2 separate regions of the Mus musculus genome follow, and region 1 is linked to region 2. The links are chromatin contacts, called in public HiChIP or PLAC-seq maps. All regions are on one chromosome and are shown on one strand. Each heading gives the region's core, a stretch centred on a gene start, on an enhancer-like site or on the middle of the called end of the contact. The rest is flanking DNA. Distances are from core to core; before and after follow the strand shown. Region 1 holds the start of AW549542 (expressed sequence AW549542). Region 2 holds the start of Hrk (harakiri, BCL2 interacting protein (contains only BH3 domain)).

Region 1 (3,048 bases), core at 284-2,783, 1.4 Mb before region 2:
ACCTCTGAGGGCACCAATCACACGTGTGGTGCATAAACACACACATGCAGGCAAAACGCTCACACACAGAAAATAAAAATAAATGCTTTTTAAAAAGTTAAAAAAAAAAAAAAAAGCCAGGCGTGGTGGCTCACACCTTTAATCCCAGCACTCGGGAGGCAGAGGCAGGTGGATTTCTGAGTTCGAGGCCAGCCTGGTCTACAAAGTGAGTTCCAGGACAGCTAGGGCTATAGAGAAACCCTGTCTCAAAAAACCAAAAAAAAAAAAAAAAAGAAAGAAAGAAAGCTGGGTGGTAATGGCGCACACCTTTAATCCTAGCACTTAAGAGGCAGAGGCAGGCAGATTTCTGAGTTTGAGACCAGTCTGGTCTACAGAGTTCCAGGACAGCCAGGGCTATACAGAGAAACCCTGTCTCGAAAAACCGAAAAAAAAAAAAATGTTTGGGCAAGCCTCGGGCCTGTTGCTCTTATCAGTCTTGGGTTGAATAGCAGGATGAGGGACCTTGGCTCTGCTGAACTGTGGTTGATTGATGGGTACACACATGGTCTTCAGCTGAACCCACCAGCCACCATGCATTAGCACCAAACCCACAGCCACACACCCAAACACAAAAGGATTTGTGTGTGAGTGTGTGTGTGTGTGTGTGTGTGTGTGTGTGGTGTGTGACAAAGGGGAAGGGGACTAAAAGCGTGGGAGGGTGACAGTGGCCAGAAGCTAGCATACATTACATACATACAAAAACTGTCAAGGAGCAAAGTTAATGAGTTAAAAATATAGGTGTGTCTGTGTGTACACAAATAAATAAATTGTGGGTCGACCAGATGGCTCAGTGGGTAAAAGGTGCTTGTGGCTAAGCTTGATGTCCTGACTTTGATCTCTAGGATCCACACAGTAGAAAGAGAGGGCCAACTCCAGTAGGTTGTCCTCTGATCTCCCCATGTGTGCCTTGGCCCAATCAATCAATACATGTAATAATAATGATTTTTTAAAAAAACAACACCAAATTGTGCTGTGACCATTCGTTTGCCCACAATATAGATTCCTTAGATTTTTGTCAGTTGTATATGGCTTTACCATCCATTTATTCATCTGAGGGTTTGTTTTTCTTTCTTTTCTTTTTTTTTTTTCTTTTGGCATTTGGTCAGGTTTGAGCATTGGCTTCCTCACCCTCCAGCACTTCAGCAATGCACATCGCTAGCTAGAGTTCAAGGTTTGCTTGTTTTCTGAGAGGAAATTTACACACAGAGAAATGCTTAAAGCTTAAGGGCACCATTCTCTAAATATTGACAAGTGCACGCAGGGCTGTAGCTAGAGCCCTTATCAGAAGAGATAACATTCTCGCCTCCTTTCTTCCTGCCCCTCAGCCACCAGGGCAGGCTGTCCCTCCACCCAGTCTGTTAGCTTTGCCTATTCTAAAACCGAGGCAGAAACAGAATCCTATATAGCCCCACGATTTTACTTTATTTCAAGGTGATGCGTTGAAGAGCCATCTAGGATAAAACTTGTATCTGTTGCTTTCTTTTCCTTATTACAGTGAAGACCCAAAGATCTTCAACCAAGCTGGGCAAGTGTTCAACCATTGAGCTACACCCCCGACCCTCCCTTCCGTTTGGCTGCAACAATAAACCAGGTAGACTCTGGGCTGTGATTGTTCTGGAAGAGATAATGATGGGGTGGGTTGTTTAGACTTCCGCATTAAGGGCTTTGTGTATTATCTCCATCTTCTGACTTTAGAAAACTCCCTCTGCTTGGAGATAAACTGGCTTAGGCTTTAGGAAAAACACCATTGTTAAGCCATTTGATTCCAAGTACCTGTCTGCTTTGCATTTTGGTTCAATCTCCATCGCTCCAAGTTGTCAAAAAGGCACCTTGGAAGCCTGCCCTGCCCTGTCTGCAAAGGTGTCCCATAGGGTGTGTCAGGACTTCTCCTAGGAGTGGCCTTCTGTCAGAGATTAGCCATGCTAAGTAACTTGTGACCCTGGAGAACCAGTGGCAACCTGACTGAAATTTCTAACAATAGCAACTGAAGATTTTGAACCCAGTCTGTCTCAAGATGGCTCAATTTATGGCTTGATGGCTTTTAACCAACCAGTGTTGCTACCATCAAGTACTCTTTGTAACAACTGGGCTTTGCACTTTATAGCCCAGGCTGGACTCCATCCAAATTGCTATGTAGTCAATGCTGGCCTTCAACTTCTAATCCTCCTCCCACCCCCACCATTTATTTATTTATTTATTTATTTATTTATTTATTTATTTATCTATTTATTTTTGAGAGTCTTTCTATGCCATTCTGACAGAACTCACAGTGTAGTCCAGACTTGCCTTGAACTCACAGAAATCCTCCTGCCCCAGCCTCCCAAGTGTTGGAATGGCAGTCATGTGCCACCACACCCACCTCCTCGCTTTGAGTTTTAGCTTCTGATCTTCCTGGCCTAGGGTTAGGGAGGTGCTCTCTCCCAGAGCTTGATGGACCCGGGTACAGTAGCAGAGTGGAAAGAGGTCTATGAGGCAGTTGAACAGAAGACAAATTTACCTAGGCCCCTGTGCCTGGGAAACTAGGGACAGAGGAGTCTGGGCTTGGCTCTAGGTGGAGACTCTGGGACCACTCTCCATTACTTTGTGTGCTGCCTGTCTCCATTACCCGTTGTCTGTTAGCATATTCCAATCTCTATGCTGAGTTGTTCTCTCTTTCTCTCTCTCTCTCTTAAAATATCATAGTGTCTCATATAGCATAGGTTGGCCTTCACCTTACCACAGACTCAAAGTCGTGATCCTCCCACCTCTACCTTCCAGCTGCCTGGGTTACAGGCTTAACTACCAAGCTTCATTTATACCACAGTGTTGGGGATGGGATTAGGGCTTTACGCATGTGAGGCAAACACTCTACCAACTGAGCTACATCTCCACTTCCTCAGGACATTTCTTTTTTTCTTTTTAAAAAAGATTTATTGGGCTTGAGAGATGGCTCAGCGGGTAAGAGCACTGACTGCTCTACCGAAGGTCCTGAGTTCAAATCCCACAACCCCATGGTGGCTCACAACCATC
Region 2 (2,888 bases), core at 155-2,654:
GGAGTTGGCAGTGGAGATATGGAGACCTGGTCAAGTTGGAATACCAGGCGGTTTGAAAAGGGCCGGGGACTCGAGAACCTGTGGTGCATAATTAGGGGAGACTCTTAGCTCGGACTGGTGCAGTTCTACTGCGTGTGTTTACTGGGGCTGGCAGCGATTGTGGTGGCTTACGTCCTTCTAAAACCACTATGCTGCAGAGGAAGGAGGAGGAGAGAGAAGAGGGAGAAAGGAGAGAGGGGACAGTGAGGAGAGAGAGAAGGGGGGGAGAGAGAGAGAGGTGGAGAAGGAAGGGGGGACACGGGGTAGTGGGAGAGGAGAGAGAAAGCAGACTGGAGAAAGGGAAAACAGGAGAAAGTGGAAAGGCAGAGGAGAGCTACACAAGGGGAAGAATAACGTGAGCCAGGGGATTGGAGAAAGAAGAGAGTGAAAACACTGAAGAGAGATGAGAGTGAGGGAGAAGAGAGAGGAGTGGGGAGGGGGGGGAGAGTGAAGACAGAACAGAGACAGGGGAGCGGGAGGAGAGGGGGAGGAGGTAAGGAAAAAGAGGAGAGAGAGAGGGAAAGGAAAGGGAGAGGAAGGAGAAGGGGAGGAGGGAAGGAAAAAGAGGAGAGAGAGAGGGAAAGGAAAGGGAGAGGAAGGAGAGAGGGGGAGAGAGTGGAGATGGAGAGTGGAGGGAAAGAAGAGAGGAGAGAGATGAAGGAGGGAAGGAGAGAGGGAGAGAGAGGAAGGAGGGAGGAAGAGAGAGAGGGAGAGAAGAGAGAGGGGGAAGGAGAAGGGAGGAAGAGAAGAGAGAAAGGAGAGAGGAACAGAGGGAGGAGGAGAGAGAATGAGGGAAGAGAGGGAGGGAGAGGGAGAGAGAGAGAGAGAGAGAGAGAGAGAGAGAGAGAGAGTAGGGGGGATGAGGCGGAGCAGATACTCGGGGTCTGGATAAAGAGGGACAGAGGGCAAGCGAAGAGTAGGAGACCGGGTCCGCTGTTCCTCGCCGAGGAGCCCTGGCTCCCGCTGTCGCTGTCGCTCTCCCGCCCGCTTGCCCGCGTACCTGTTGCTCGGTCCGGGCTGGGTCTCGGCTCCGGTCCCCCCCACCAAGAAGGCCCCGCGCGCGCCGCCTACGCGCTCCGCCTGCCGAGCAGCCAGGCCGCCAGCGCCGCCACCTGCGCGGCCGCGCACAGCCAGGGCCAGCGGGCGCGGAGCGCGGGCAGCAGCGCGGGCAGCGGGTCCCGGGGCCGCGCGCGACGCCGCATGGCGCGTCGGTGCAGCTCGTCGCCCAGCGCCTGCAGCCGCAGCGCGGTCACCTGCGCCGCCGCCCAGCGCAGCCCGGGGCGAGCGTCGCCGCAACCGCACACGGCCGGGGGCCCGCGGCCGCGATGCCGGGGACACGGGCACATGGCGTGCGGAGGAGCCTCCCTGGACCCCAAGTTTCGCCCTTCACCGCGCGTTTGTTGTGCTGACGGCGCTATTATTAATTAAAGTGTCACATGGTGGAGGGGGCGGGGAGGGCGCGGGGAGGGGGTTACATCATCCGGCCCGGGGGGTGGGGAGTGTGTGCAGGAGAAAAAGCCGAGAGGTAACTTTTAACCCTCGAGACGCCGGCAGGGCGGGGACAGGCAGGGATGCGGGGCTTCGGGAATGCTGGCCCGGGGTCCGCTGTTTCGCTTCCCGGGCTGCGGGAGGCTCCAGCTCGGAGATAGCCTGGAAAGCCAGCTCGGTGCGCACTGTGAATTGAGCTCCGGGAGAATTCGGCCGTAATGCGAAAAGATCCCCGGGCTGTTGTGTGGCCTGGGTGGTGGGAGGCAGGGTTCAAGCCGACTTGCCCTGTTTCGGGACAGCCTCCGCACCTGTCAGCCTCCGGGTGGGTGCACACATTCCTGACACGCGTTCGCACCCCCTTCTGGTGACCTGACTTAAGCGCACCCCGGGGTGGGAGCCTGAACCCTGAAATGAAGGCGGGGGACCCGGGATGGGTTGGACTCCAACTTGGGCGAGTCGCCTTTGCACTCAAGACATCTCCCCACCCCCCACCCCCCACCCAAGAACGTGGTTCTAGAGAGAAGTTCTTGCAGCCTGCTTACTTTGTAGGCTTTATCTTTTCAAACGGGGTCAGAGTTTGCTGGCGACCCTGTAAGGCTTTGCCTTGGTGCCCAGTGAGGTTACCTAACCCAAAGGAAGACCAATCCAGTTTTGCTCCAGCTCCAGCCTGGGAAGTCCTCTGGGGAGGGTGCCGACCAGTGAGGAGGCTCCTGGGACTCCTTAGGGTGCTAGAGAGACCCGCCCACCATGTCCAAGCCACTGGATTTTGGACAGCTTTGGGATTGGGGCCTGAAGGAGCAGGGAAGTGGTCCATATACAACCTGGTCCATATAGTGGTTTCAGGCCAGCCACAGTTACAGAGAGAATCCTTTATTTAAAAACCCCAAAGAGTCAGGGATGCCTCTGTGGGTAAAGGTGCTTGCAACCGAACCTGATGACTTAATTTCAGTCCTGTGAATCCGTGTGTTCCAAAGACAGAAATCTGATACCCACAGATTGTCCTCTGACCTCCATATGTACTACCCTATGTGTATGCACATAAGATAGATAGATAGATAGATAGATAGATAGATAGATAGATAGATAGATAGATAGATAGATAGGAGATAGACAGACGTATTCAAACAGAAAACAAGTCGAGCAGTGGTTGTACACGCCTTTAATCCCAACACTTGGGAGGCAGAGGCAGGCAGATTTCTGAGTTCGAGGCCAGCCTGGTCTACAGAGTGAGTTCCAGGACAGCCAGGGCTACACAGAAAAACCCTGTCTCAAAAAACCAAAATAAATAACTAAAACCCAAAAGATAAGAAACTATGAACTCACCTTTTTGGAGTTCTGTGATGTTATTGTGACTTTCCTTT

What was found. HiChIP or PLAC-seq counts read pairs in DNA pulled down with a chosen protein or histone mark.
Region 1: an H3K27ac HiChIP or PLAC-seq map of extraembryonic endoderm stem cells shows a contact between it and region 2, with 5 times the contacts expected there. The contact joins the promoter of AW549542 here to the promoter of Hrk in region 2. A contact is called at or near these places in 2 of 39 promoter capture datasets (liver and pre-B cells) and 2 of 115 datasets of contacts at active chromatin or transcription factors (embryonic stem cells and extraembryonic endoderm stem cells).

What each region holds. Positions count from the first base shown.
Region 1 is chr5:119,578,843-119,581,890 of GRCm38.p6, reverse strand. It overlaps AW549542 (expressed sequence AW549542), which reads left to right and starts at 1,533. Exons shown (of 5, transcript NR_045702.1): 1 at 1,533-1,630.
Region 2 is chr5:118,168,280-118,171,167 of GRCm38.p6, reverse strand. It overlaps Hrk (harakiri, BCL2 interacting protein (contains only BH3 domain)), which reads right to left and starts at 1,404. Exons shown (of 2, transcript NM_007545.2): 1 at 1,040-1,404. The coding sequence starts at 1,385. The coding sequence ends at 1,107.